Linked DNA regions of Mus musculus: regions 1 and 2 are each linked to region 3. A link is a contact called in public promoter capture Hi-C data. All regions are on one chromosome and are shown on one strand. The core of a region is the stretch at or near the end of the contact, and the rest is flanking DNA. Distances in the headings are between cores, read along the strand shown. Region 1 holds the start of Dennd3 (DENN/MADD domain containing 3). Region 2 holds the start of Mroh5 (maestro heat-like repeat family member 5). Region 3 holds the start of Gpr20 (G protein-coupled receptor 20).

Evidence for each region. Capture Hi-C pulls out chosen DNA fragments and counts their contacts.
Region 1: a promoter capture Hi-C map of liver shows a contact between it and region 3. The contact joins the promoter of Dennd3 here to the promoter of Gpr20 in region 3. A contact is called at or near these places in 2 of 484 Hi-C or Micro-C datasets (both in embryonic stem cells), 3 of 115 datasets of contacts at active chromatin or transcription factors (intestinal villus epithelium, microglia and pro-B cells) and 3 of 9 other capture datasets (adipose tissue, liver and pancreatic islet).
Region 2: a promoter capture Hi-C map of pancreatic islet shows a contact between it and region 3. The contact joins the promoter of Mroh5 here to the promoter of Gpr20 in region 3. A contact is called at or near these places in 4 of 39 promoter capture datasets (the HPC-7 cell line, embryonic stem cells, hippocampal neurons and 1 more), 9 of 484 Hi-C or Micro-C datasets (embryonic fibroblasts, embryonic stem cells, stem cell-derived neural stem cells and 1 more) and 3 of 9 other capture datasets (adipose tissue, liver and pancreatic islet).

The regions. Positions count from the first base shown.
Region 1 is chr15:73,509,586-73,514,375 of GRCm38.p6, forward strand. It overlaps Dennd3 (DENN/MADD domain containing 3), which reads left to right and starts at 2,975. Exons shown (of 23, transcript NM_001081066.1): 1 at 2,975-3,262. The coding sequence starts at 3,161.
Region 2 is chr15:73,837,757-73,842,287 of GRCm38.p6, forward strand. It overlaps Mroh5 (maestro heat-like repeat family member 5), which reads right to left and starts at 1,915. Exons shown (of 11, transcript NM_001368162.1): 1 at 1,812-1,915. Gm6569 (predicted gene 6569) reads left to right here. Exons shown (of 4, transcript NM_001374241.1): 4 at 1,673-2,152. The coding sequence ends at 2,133.
Region 3 is chr15:73,704,885-73,709,149 of GRCm38.p6, forward strand. Gpr20 (G protein-coupled receptor 20) reads right to left here and starts at 2,621. Exons shown (of 2, transcript NM_173365.2): 1 at 2,437-2,621.

The sequences.
Region 1 (4,790 bases), core at 1,725-4,224, 190 kb before region 3:
CCAGCCTGGTCTACAAAGTGAGTTCCAGGACAGCCAGGGCTATACAGAGAAACCCTGTCTCGAAAAACCAAAAAAGAAAAAAAAAAAAGAGAGAGAGAGAGAGATGCTCAGGAAGAAAAGACACACTTGTGATCATGGGTGTGGCCTCAAAGAAAGATGGAAAAGCAAGACATACCTAGTGTAGATCCAGGCTCAAGAGAGTCATAGTTTCTCTTAGTGTTTGTTATAGAGACCATTTTGGTGGCTCTCAAGTTACACGTCAAAAGCTAAGAGCCCCCTTCCCCCCTCCTCTTCCCTCCAATGAGTAATGTAATGTGATGGCTCAGTGCATGGGTTAGGTGGAATCACAGTCTGACAAAGACCACCAAGGGTTGCACGGCCACTCGGTGGGACTCCATTCCTGTCAACTCAGTTTCTGGTGAGATTCTTAGAAAGTTTCAGGTTTGCAGCTGGGAAAGGAGAGAGGTTTTAAGCAGGTAATTGTGCTGGGATTCCGGCTTTTCTGCTGGCCTGGGCTGCAGGGCTCTTAGGTCAACAGCTACCCTGTGCTGCTTCAGAAAGACTACAGTGTTTCTCTCAGTCTGAGTGTCTTTTGTACTCTCTTGCTAGTATCTTTTGACACATAAGTTTTTGTTTGAATAATTGGCTAACTTCTTTCTCTTTTTTGAGGTAAGCTCTTACTAGGCAGCATTGGCTAGCCTGGAACTCAGTATTTAGACCAAAATGACCTCAAACTCAAAGATCTGCCTGCCTTTGCCTCCCAAATACTGGGTTAAAGTGTGTGCTATCATGTCTGGTTGTGATTGGAGGGTTGTTGTTTTGTTTTGTTTCTGAGACAGGGTTTCTCTGTGTAGCTTTGAGTATTCTGGAACTTGATCTGTGAACCAGGCTGGCCTCAAAGTCAGAGATTCACCTGCCTCTGCCTCTGCCTCCCAAATGCTGGATTAAGGGTGTGTCTTAGTCAGAGTTTCTATTCCTGCACAAACATCATGACCAAGAAGCAAGTTGGGGAGGAAAGGGTTTATTCGGCTTACACTTCCATACTGCTGCTTATCACCAAGGAAGTCAGGACTGGAACTCAAGCAGGTCAGGAAGCAGGAGCTGATGCAGAAGCCATGGAGGGATGTTCTTTACTGGCTTGCTTCCCCTGGCTTGCTCAGCCTGCTTTCTTATAGAACCCAACACTACCAGCCCAGAGATGGTCCCACCCACAAGGGGCCTTTCCCCCTTGATCACTAATTGAGAAAACGCCTTACAGCTGGATCTCATGGAGGCATTTCCTCAACTGAAGCTCCTTTCTCTGTGATAACTCCAGCCTGTGTCAAGTTGACACAAAACCAGCCAGTACAGGGTGTGTGCACCGTTGCCACCTAGCTGTGATTGGAGTTTCTTAATGCCACTTCTAGGCCATTTCCAGATCTGTTTGTGCACAGTATAGTTCCATAATCTGCATGTTCTGAGGTACCTGGGAACAGAAGAGGACTCTTGTGGCTCTGGTACATGCTAAGCAAGTACATGCTTGACCACAAACCCTAGGCCCATGGTAGGTTTCTTGTGGGTACTTACTTGGAAAGTACCTGCAGCATGGGTCATGGGGACTTTTATTTATCTATTTCTGCTGTGTAGCCTGTACTGGCCTGAAATTCCTTTATGATCCTCTGCCCACTTTCAAATTGTTACAATTACAGAAGCAAACCACTAGTCCTATGGGGATTTAATTTAAAAAGCACAGAACCAGGAAGCCTGGGAGATTATGTGGCTGGACTTTCTGGCACAGGGAGGCTTACAGAAGATGAACTCTGGAGCCTGGCTGTGGACTTTCCACCTCAGTCAGGAACAGAGCAGATATAAGATCTGCTCTACCCTGAGCCTTACAGGGTCCCTGCCAACTGAATGTCCTGGCCTCCATTCCACAGGACATTCCACAAACAGGAAGTAGAGGCCAATAGATGCTAGGTCTGCCCATATACACACATAGTTGACACAGTAGATTTTGATTAAGATTCTGATTGCTTACAGAGTGGCCCACGGTCTGTGATGGATCCCTATGAGGCTTGCTCCGCTCAGGTCTGTGCCTAGCTGAGGCCATCTCAGATGAGCTAATGCAAGAGTCAGATAAGCAGGTATAAAACTTTAATATCAGTGACATTAACACGTCCTTTGGGTTCCTGGACAAGGGATGAGGGCTGCAGAGGTCAGGCAGCCTACAGGCTGGCTAGGCTGCTTCTGAGTCCTGCTCCCCACCCCTACCCCAGCCAGCCTACCCAGGTTTTGCTCCCAAGACTTGTTTAGTCACTCTAGGCTGATGTTTTGACAAATATTTGACGCTACTAGTGATCATTCCTTCAGTGTTTTTGTTTTTTAATATATAATATATAATTCCTGGAAAAGTTCATTGGTCTTCCACCTTGCCCATTTCATGCTAAATTTAACCGAGGTTCTTGCAGAGGCCTGCAGTCAACCGTGAAGCTACTCATCAGGAGTGGATCTTCACACTCCCTTCCCGACGGTTCTTCCAGGTACCCACAGGGTCTACTTCCCGTCCTGGCACAAGAGAGCTTCCTGGAGGTGGCAGGAGACCAGGCCTTTGTCCCTTACTTGTTGGGGGGGGGGGGAGGGCGGGCGTGGACCTCTGGAGAAGAGCCTCCGGGGCTGGATGACGTGGCTGGTCACCTGGGGATGCCGCCCATTCCTTCCGTATTCCGGGGGACAGGAGGAGGGGCCAAACCCGCAGAGGGGCTTAGGAAATGACTGAGCTTGTGTGGCGGCAGAGTCCGCCCGCACCCCCTTCTTCCCACCCCGAAGAGGCCACACCCACGCAGGTCCGGCCAGACACGCCTCCATAGAAGTCCTGCCCCTGCCAAATCACAGACCAGGCTCGTTCACGCTATCCAGGCCCCGCCTCCTAGGTCCCGTCCACACCGGACCCCCCCCCCCCCCACACACACACACAGGCCACGCCCCTCCTATTTGCTCGTAGGCCCCGCCCATTCCGCGGACGCGGCTGGCTGGCAACCAGCCCAAGAGAGGCGGGGAGGCTTGGGCAGGGGTGCTCCGCTGGGGTCTGGGTTGTGGGCGCCGGCGCCCTCTGAGTCGCGTCACCCCGGCCCGACAATCGAGGGCTCGGAGCGCAGTGTGCTAGGCGGGTGGCGGGAAGGTCATGGCGGAGCCCGCGGCGCGACACCTGTCGCTGCCCTCGGGGCTGCTGGAGTTGTGCGCGCTGCTGGGCGCCTCTCAAGACAGCCTCCGCGGCCTGGAGCAGGTAAGGGGTTAGAGGGGAAACTGAGTTGGGGTGGGGGAGACAGAGAGGTGCCAGCCAGGTTTGAGTGTGGCTGGCTTCAGAGGCTACGCACCGCTGCGGCGCCAAAGCCTCAGGGTCAGGTCCCAGCTGTGAGGGATGAGCACAGCTCATAGGGCAACTGGCGGCTGGCCTTTCCTCCCTCCGGGACCGGCCGGCTTGGACTTGGTGCTTGTGGTGGTACAGACCGGCTTCTGTGCACTGAAGCGTTCCTCCACACTCAGGATGTGGGGCGAGGTGCTGGCCCAGCGGGGATCTGCTGAGTTCACGGGCAACTAGACAAGATCCTCTCCCAGTAGCGACTAAATGGTTCCCTTCACTGCCTAAGTGATGGGTTCTGTACTCCGTGCCGAATAGTGAGGTTTCAGGTGTTAGAGTCAACCACCAGCTTTGAATATTCCACTTTTAGTCGAGCTTGCTGCATAGCCATTTTCTTCACTTGCTGTGCAGTCCCTCCCTTCTCTCCGTCTGTGCCTAGGAACCAAAGATAGATTCAGCTCCCTGTCTCTGGAAAGACAGCAGCGGCGTCTGAACATCTCATACTCCTGATTTCTGCGCTGTGTTTTCTTTCGTTTTTTTATTCTGGAACCCAGGTTGTTTTCTCCCAATCCATTGGTGCTTCAATTTTTCTTTTGAACCCGGCATAATTGGGAACTGCCATTTTCTCAGCGATTTCCCTAGTATCCCGTTAAGTGTCTGGAGAGATCATCTGAGTGTTGCATATCGATGTGATGAGTAGTGGAGACAAAACAAGAAAAGTTAACCGTCAGTAAAAGTAGCCGAATGAGTGTTAAAGCCTAGATAGTTTGGGCTGGTGAGGTGGCTCCCCGGGTAAGAGCACTGACTGCTCTTTCTAAGGTCCTGAGTTCAAATCCCAGCAACCACATGGTGGCTAACAATCATCCATAATGAGATATGTTGCTCTCTTCCGTGTGTCTAAAGACAGCTACAGTGAACTTACATATGATAATAAATAAATCTAAAAAAATTAAAATAAAAAGCCTAGATAGTTTCTTCCCTAAGTGAATGTGACCAGTAAATGGCCCTTGTCCCTATGAAAATGATTTGTCACTTCTCTGATGTCCCTTATAAATGCCAGTGTGTCCTCCATTGTCTTTGTGCCTCTAACTTACCAAACAGCACTGCCTTTTTTTTTTTTTTTTCTTCTTAGAATCGGAAATGGCCTGGTTTCACTGTGGTCTCTCTGGGCATCTGTCCGTGTCTTTGTGCCCTGGGTCTTGCAGTATGGTTCTTGCCTGTTGGGTGTGAGGCATGATTTTTGAGAACCGGCTTAGTCAACTGGGGGATTCAGAGTGGTACTTTCCCGAATTAGGCAGTCGGTGGCACCTCCCAGGTGAGAGGGGGGAGTTTCAGGCTAGTTTGCCTCATTGTGTGCTCTGCTAGGAATTTCAAAGAGAGGGGAGAAAAAAAAAACAGTCCAGGATTAGGGGGGAAAGGAGAGTTAGAGATGGACTAAAACTTTAGAATAATT
Region 2 (4,531 bases), core at 665-3,164, 130 kb after region 3:
CCCTTCCCTCCCTTTCCCTCTTCCCTCCCTTCTCCCCTCCCTCCTCCCCTCCCTCCCCAGGTGATTTCATCCACTCTTTTGGCTCTAAATGCCATTTCCCCAGGTCTGTCTCCAGCCAGCTATGTTCTCCATGGGTCTATCTGAAGGCTTCAACCCAACCCATCCCAAATCAAACTCTCCACCCTCTGACCTCAGTTGCTTCTCTTTCATCTTTGCCCTTCTCTAGCAAGTGGTGGCCAGAGGTTTCCCTCCTCCACAGCGCTCCCACTCCACGTCTCCACACTAACTAGCTTTAAGACATCTTCAGACAGCAGGGCTCTTCTCACTGCTGTCCTGGCGACAGCGGCTTCACCCAGACCAGAGGCAGCTACCACTGCCCTCTGTACTGTACCTCTGTAACTATACTCACCTGGAACAATGGCAGGCTGATAAAACCATCCTGCCCATGCCCAGGGCTGTCACTGTCCCCTCTCCCACGACCCACTGCAGCCCTCTCTCCTCCAAAACTTGTCTCTACCAGCACCTCAGAGGAATTCCCACAGCCCCTTCTGTGGCTTCACCCGATCCTGGTACTGAGGAGTAAGACAGAGACTTCGAAGGCAGCCAGGGAGACAGGATAGGCTGCAGGGATTGGGGCAGGGTTCACTGGTCCTCTGAGCTGTAGATTGAGGGTGTGACCCTTGCAGGTCCTGCCTGTGCATCTCAAACCATCTGCAGGTCTGGCTCTCCCCACTGGGCTAGGTGGGTCACCTCCAGTTCATCTCTCCTCCTGGCATAACACCCCTCATCCTGCTCAAGGTTCTGACTCAAGAAGGCATTTGTTTATCTACGGAGGTGGAAGAACAGGCTTTGCTGTCTGGCTCATGGCTACAGGCAGTACCTAGTCCAGAGCCTGATTGCACACAGCAGGTGCTCAGTAAGTGCACTAAGTAAGAATAGTAACAGAGGCCCCTCGGCATGGGTGCGGCACTGTGGGGGTTTATTGCAGCCCTACAGCATGGTTTTCCTATCCTTAGACCTTTGCCTGTAGCAAATATGGAATGTTGACCCCAATTGCATTGTGGGAGCCCACATATTTTCTAGCCTGAAACTGGGACTGGTCCCCATCCAGGGGACCAGCATCTGCTGCCATGCCAAGTCCCTGCACCCCGTATCTCCCCGTGAGAGCTCCACTCTCCTTACCCTTGCTTCCTCCTCATGGGAACCAAGCTGAAGACCCCAGGCCAGGCCCACAGTCTGCATATTCACAGTAGTCAGCTTGGATTTTGTTGATCCTCCTGCCCTAACGGCTGCTTGCCGCCACCTGCTGGGTGAATCCTACTATCTGAGCCTCCTGGCTAACTCGCTTCCTCCCCATCTTGAACTTTCTGCCCAGCAGCCTGACTTTTTCATACTCTCGGGACCTTGCAGGCCTTCACAGCCTGCTGATGCTGTTCCTCAGGACAGTGGACAACTTCCCCTTTGCAGGGAGAGGTGACAGGAGGTAGGAGAGAGGTCAGGGATGGAGGCAGGTCCCCCTTAGGTGTTGAGAAGGGGCTCATTTCTCACTCCCCAGTGGTCCCCACCTGTTTCTTCTGGCCCAGTGGCCTCTCCTTCCATGACCCCAGCCTCCCCGCGCCGGGGACAAGCGTGTCCCCCCCCCAGCCCCCGCTGACTGTCGCGCCCGCCGCAGGACCGGCTGCACCCCCCGCACCGCGCTTCCCCGACATCTACGGCGGCGACGCGCAGCTTTGGGAGGCGCATTTCCGCGGCATCGGGCGCGCCTACCGCGCTTTGGGCAAAGAGGACGACTTCGCTATCCGCGTGCTCACCGAGGACTTCACGCTGCCTTTCCCGTTCGCCTGGCCGCCAGGCCCGGACCCGGCCACCGGGCCGCTCTTCTACGACCCGCGGGACCGCGCGGGCTTCGACTTCCTGCTGCGCGGCCCCGGCGCGCCTCCCCCAGCGCTGCTGCGACCCCTGCACGCCACGGCGCAGGCGGCCGAGCGCAAGCGGCGCCTGGAGCGCCTGGCGCTGAGCTACGCCGGCGCTGGCAGGCCACCCGGCTTGGTGCTGCTGGCGCCCGCCGCCGCCGCCTTCCCTCCCGAAGCTGGCCGTCCTGCTTGGCGCGCCCTTCCCCGTGACAGTGAATAAAGCCTCTGCTTCTCCCGTTCCCGCGTCTGGCCTCGCCCTGTACCGTGAACCAGGGAAGCCGGGGAGGGGACGCGGGACACGATGCCTGCACCTTCTCAACCGCCTAGTGAGTCTGAGAGTCAGGTGGAAAAGGTGACTCCGGCAGGCTGTGAGGATGAGATGATCCTGGGGAAGGTGGGAGGTCAGGACTTCATCCCCCAGTTGTCATTCTTGCTCAGCTCTAGGATGGGAAGTTACACGATCTCATCTGGTGTGGACTGCTTGGCCTCCAAGGAGTAGCTGGATGCTGGCTGTCCTTGTGTCTCACTCCAAGGGCCACCGCGTCTCAGGTTTCTATGACAGTCGCTAGGGATGCACAAGGGTAGAGTGTAAGCATGGAAAATATGAGAGAGGCAGTGTCAGGAAGGAGTTCTGACAGTCTCCAGCCTGCCTTCTTCTCTGTCCCCTCCCAGAAGGATCCTGTCTACTCCCTTGAAAATCCGAGAGGATTTCCTGGAATATGGCACATGTGACCTGGGCTTCCAGCTTGTCCCTATCTAGGTCGAAAATTTTAGGCAGAAGTCTGTGTGGGCAGCAAGGAAGGACTGCCTAGCCCTGGTGACATCTCTACATCGTGTGATATCAAGCAGTAAGGCTGAGTGGCCTTTAGTGAAAGGGCCAGGCTCCATCCTGATTTGGGGGGTGGGGGACCTTTGGGTTCCTGGTGTAGAGGAGCCTGTGGGCTGGAGGCCCGTTTCCACACAAGAGCATCTGGACTTGAGATTTTGCTTCTGTTTTTGTTTGTTTCTTCTAATACAGGAGTTATTTATAATTTCCCAGTGCTGGGAGGAAAAAAAAATTCCAAGTCTTGGCAGAACAACTTAGATGGAATGTTCACTTTAGGGGATGTGGTGGAGAAGCAGGGACAGGAGAGGGAAGAAAGAGGGGGAAGAGGAGAAGGAGCAGGAGGAGGAGGGAGAGGAGGAGGAGGAGCAGGAGGAGCAGGAAGAGAAGAAGGAGGAGCAGGAGGAGCAGGAGCAGCAGGAGGAGCAGGAGGAGCAGGAGCAGGAGGAGGAGCAGGAGGAGGAGCAGGAGCAGGAGGAGGAGCAGGAGGAGGAGCAGGAGGAGCAGGAGCAGGAGCAGGAGGAAGAGGAGGAGCAGGAGCAGGAGCAGGAGGAGCAGGAGGAGCAGGAGCAGGAGGAGCAGCAGGAGCAGAGCAGGAGCAGGAGCAGGAGCAGGAGCAGGAGCAGCAGCAGGAGCAGCAGCAGGAGCAGGAGCAGGAGGAGCAGGAGGAGGAGCAGGAGGAGGAGCAGGAGGAGGAGCAGGAGGAGGAGCAGGAGCAGGAGGAGCAGGAGGAGCAGGAGGAGCAGGAGCAGCAGGAGCAGCAGGAGCAGCAGCAGGAGCAGCAGCAGGAGCAGCAGCAGGAGCAGCAGCAGGAGCAGCAGCAGGAGCAGGAGCAGGAGCAGGAGCAGGAGCAGGAGCAGGAGCAGGAGCAGGAGCAGGAGCAGGAGCAGGAGCAGGAGCAGGAGCAGGAGCAGGAGACACAGTACAACAACAAAGGCAGCTTAGGCTACAGAGGAGGGGATCTCTTCCTCCCTATCCTCCACTGTACTGGCCTGAACTCCAACTTCCGCTTTAGGCTCCTTCTCATCTTGGGTGTCACTTCAACTGTACCGAGGTGTCCAATGGTGTCCTCGTAACACTGTCTTTCATTTGATTCCTAGTGAGGCAGCATCTGTCTTGACTGTGTACTGGTGTTTGTCTGTCCATATGGTATATTAGCTGTTTAGGCTCCTTAAAAGCAAGCAGACCTTAGATGCGGAGGTTATCCTCCAAACACAGGCAGGGTATCAAGGAAGCCTGCTGAGCAAAGAAGGGGGAAGGAGGCAAGGCAGATCACACTGTGGGCGATTGGAGGCATTCCTCAAAGCCATGCTCCCAGGGACAGGAGGCTCACTGCCTCTTCATTGTGAGGAGTCCTCCAGGCCATTACGTCCCCCAGGTCAGCTTGCCCTGTGGGGATGGAGCACACATCTCCTGTCTCACAGCAGCGATGGGGTCATTTTGTGACTACAGTATAATAACGAAAATTTGGGGGTTGGGCCTTTTGTATTTTTAATCTCGCCTTTCTAGAAATTTATTTTCAAAGCAGTTTTCAAAAGCATGTGGTTGAGAGCTCAGAGGCAGACCCTTGGTCCGATCTGGGACTATAGGGCACCAAGACTCCCAGAGGAGCTATCAAATAGGAAACTAAACATCACAAGATGGCGGCATGAGAAATAATGGTACAAACTCTATTTCAAGCAGTGTATGAAAGCCTCTTTGAGAGGGTGGCACTTTAGCTAAGAAAGGGAAAGGAAGAGCCTGCCTTATACGGAGGGGAAGCAAGCTGAAGACAGAGGAGACCAGGTAGGCAAAG
Region 3 (4,265 bases), core at 1,371-3,870:
GTTCCTTGCTCACCTCTAGCCTAGACAACTATAGCTTCCCTGGTCCTTGACACTCTGTTTGCCAATTCAACCTTTTGAAGGGCTGCTGGGATGTGCAGAGTTGGGGGGGTGGGGGTGGGGGAAATGCTTAGTTCTTCTGAGTGCCTGGTGCGTATGCTCTCTGCATCCGCTGTTCTCCATCTGGGGCATGCTGTTCTTTGTGCCTGGGTTACCTGGTAGAGTCTGCACACTCTGTTCCCTGTGCTTAAGTCTCCTGTCATAAGTGCTTAGTACTCACAGTCAGTATCCCACACAATACTCCCTGAACCCCCTTAAGTTCCCGGTACCTTGGATACCTTCCCTGAGGAAAAAGCTATAATCCCATGATTCTTTGGTCCCTATGAGAATACCTCCAAAGATCTCACTAACCCCTCTCCCTCCCAAGGGAACCCCAAGTAGGTTCTGCTGACCCCATTTTGGTTACGAGGCCAATGGGGCCTAGAGAGGCTCACTCTGATGCTTTGTGTCACACAATAGGGACAGAAGTAATAGGTTTGATTTCTGTGCTGTCTAATTCCCAGCTATTAGCTCTGTGGAAGCTGAATGCACATCAGGCCAGGCCTGTTGCCCACCCTATGCAGAGGAGGACTGACTCAGCCACCTATAGTCTGCCCCCCGCCCCCCAGAATGCACATAGAGCAGGGGGTTCTGCAGGCATTAGATCCGACTCAAACCCCAGCACTGGGGTCTTAAGGGATTTAGGCTGAGTTGGTCCCTCCTCATACAGCTCACATCTGGAGTGGAAGCAGGGCCAGGAGACCCATCTAAGAGAGTAGTGGAGGGGAAGGCTGGACAGACACATTCAAAGCCCCAGGGTAGTCACTGTGTGGTCCAATATGCAGTGGAGAGCTGGGGCAACCTAGGTACACTGTTGCCTTGGTTTTGACTAGACCTATGGAAGGAATCTTACTCAGACATCTTTGGACCTGCTTCACCTCCTTCGAGGGCGTGGCTGGGACAATCACCTTCCCTAGTTTGTGTTCCGTTCTGTGTGGCAGTGTCTTGTTCATTTGCCTCCCTGTTTTTATTTGCGTGGTATCTGGCTGGACTGGAGCTAGTGAGAGTGCAATATCCGAATTTGGGAGGTAGAAGCAGGGGGATTACTGTGAGTTTGAGGTCTGAGTAACACAGTGAGCCTGGGCTACAGGAGATCCTGTCTCAAGAACTATAACCAACCAATCAACCAACCAACCAACCAACCAACCAACCAACCAAACCAAGGAACACAAAACAACCCCTACCCCCCAAACCCACTGGAAATGGGTCTGATGCACACACTCTCTAAAGCCAGCCCTTGAAAGCTGACTCAGGAAGAACACTGCAACCTAAGCTATGAAGACATCAAGCTAATAGAGTTTCAGGGCAGCCTGGGATGTAGATTGAGGCCTTACCACAAAACAAGCAACAAACAGGAAAGACCCCATAGCCAACCCCATCTCACACTATCTTGTACAGGTTTGAAGAAATCCCCTGAAGAATCCCAGGAGGAAGCACAGCTCCCTTTGTTCCCACCGTGCTTGCAGAAAGACCTACTCAGCAGACACACAGCCAGGCAACCCCCTGGCAGCCTGTTGCTCTGGGGCAGCACACAGAGGCAGGCAAAGGCAGGTAACCTCTGCGGGCTATGCTTTCCCTCCACCAGCCTCTGTCTCCGTCCTGCCTGAGGCTACCCAGCTGCTCCACAGCCTGCCCCCGCCAGCCACTCTGGCCACCAGCCAGTTCCCAGCCAGCCAGCCCCCTCGGGACCCTGCTCTACAGCCTTCTCACAGGGCAGCTACACCAGGGAAGCTCAGTCCGGAAGCATCAGCTTGGGGGTCCTGTTGCGGGCTGAGCAGAAAATCCAGCAATGGGCCTCAGTTTCCCCACTCCCAAAGAGGTAGAGGAAGGACCTGGACTAGGGCAGAGACCTTGAGCCAGGGGTGGGCAGATGTGGTTCCTTGTAGAGAAAGTGGATGCTTTTCCAAGCCTTGTCCCCTCCTGGTGCTAGTGGTTAGGGACCCAGAGCTCATCAAATGCTGTTTGCCTGGTCTGTGGGACCATCCCAAGTGCCTTCCTGGACAGGAGAGGAAACTGAGCCCTTGGCTTTGGACTCAGCAGCGGATGCGCAAGTGTGTGATCGGTTTCATGAATGAAATCCAGAGTGGGCAAGGTGGGTGAGGGTCACTGGGAGAATAGAGAGCAACCCCACGGGGCAGGGAGGGTGCCACTTCTGCCCCTCTCCCCTCCAAACTCTTTACATCTCTGCGACTGTCTCTGTGGCAGAGGGCTGTGAACTGGGCTTGCTTCTTGGTCCTGTTTCTCACCCCCTCTCTTCTTCCTAAGTCACCCAACTGGGCAATACGAATAGCCCGCTCTGTGCACAGGGGTGCAGGAGGCAGCAGTGCCTGGGGAACTCACCCGCTCTTGCCGCACCTTCCTCTGGGATGAGCCTGTCCCCTGAAGCTCTAGGTCTGTGGACCCACAGACAGTGCCTTCCCAGGGCCTGACGTCAGGCCAGCCAGCTGCTTTTGGACACAGGCAGAGGGGTGGGAGGGGTGGGGGCGGAGCGGTCTCCCTCCCAACCCCTGCTGGCCTGGCTGCCTAGAGGAAGGGGGGCGGGGTTGGGGTGGAGGGAGCCTGGGGGCGGGAGAGGGGTGGTGGTGGGGTCGGAGATACCACACCTTCCCTAGACAGAGGGGTGAGCCACAGCTGTTCGGACCAGGAAGAGTGGAGGGGGGCAGGGTTGGCTTCTGGCCCAAGGCTATGGGTTGTCTTAGAACAGCTCGGCCAGTTTCTGAGAAGAAAGATCTGCTGGGTGGGTCCCGTCCAGTCGCAGCAGCCAGGGGCTTAGGACATCCAGGCAGGTGTAACCACAGACAGCTGGCAGAGGATGGTCTCTGGTCAGCAAGGGCTGAATGTCTCTGGGGCTGAGGCTGTGCAGGGCTGTTTGCTCTGCCAGGAGTTCCCTCTAGCCCTCTGCTCTTCATGTCTGTCATCCACTTCAGTCATACCACAGTGCTTTCTCGAGCATCCACTCAACAGCCATTCTGACATCGATGACCAGGGAGGGCTGTGTGCAGGAGACCCCCCGGGCCCTCAGAGCTCACACTGGGTGTGAGAAACAGTAGAGGAAGAAGTGGGTGCCTAGTGACAGATCCAGCCAGCCCAGATGAGAAGTGAGGGCAGGGTTCCGGAGTGGATAGAGGGAGGTGCCACAGGACGGGGCTGCCTGGATGGGTAGAGGAAGGGGAAGCCATCTTGGTAGGGTCAGCTGCGTAGTCTGCAGAGCTATGAAGCTGGGAGGGAGTGGTCACTTGCACACAGAGTCTTAGCAGCCCTTAGAGGCTCCAGTGGTGGCTTTGATCCTAAGGGAACAGAAGGTTCTAGAAGAGGGGTGTAATCTCCCAGCCTTGGTCTCCACCCATCATAATATTCATAGAATCTTGTTGTATCTTTCCCACTGGGGCAAACTGAACCCTAGGCAGGAGCCCATGGCTTGCCAGACCACCTCCCCTAGGTCAGCAGCGACTTCTGGTCCTGGAGGGAAGGTTTTAGGCTTCTGTTAGGCTGCGGGGCTGAGGGCTAGGTAGGGCTTCAAAGTCACTGGCAGGCAAGTAAAGGGCTGGAGCTTGGAGGAGCTCACGTTTCACACGCTGCCCAGAGGTGGGTCCAGAAAGCCATGGTCCTTGCCTAGGGATCAGTGCCCACCCGTTCCTTCTACACTCAGCCAGTAGCTGAGACTTTCAATGCCTGGGATACGCGGTGCCTATAGCCTGGATGCATAGTTCCTATCCCTGCCCTGACTCCACGTTGGAACAACACAGGAAGGGCTGTGCTGGCTTTTACTCCTTCATGCCCTTCCACCTCCAGGAAGCACCTGGGTGGGTCCTGTCCTATCACTTGGCAGGGTATACAGACCTGAGGAGAAGGGTGGCGCTGAGGCTCAGGGGCCAGGGCAGTCCTGAGGCATAAGTCTACAGCCTCAGTGGGGCTCTTGGCTGCTGCTGTGCTTGCTGGACTATGTCCGAGGGGTGACAAGGTGCACAGGTCATAAGTGACAGGCCAGGTGCATGGGTGGGTGCAAGGGGAGGCTGGAGAACGGAGATGGCTGATGTGTGATGGAACCCTAGGGCATTGCTGGGTATCGTGGTGCAACACGACCTTTGCAAGAAGAGGAGAAGAGTGGCGTGCATGTGGTGTGTGTGCGTATGCATCATTTGTGTGTGGTGCATGTGAAGTTGAGAGGG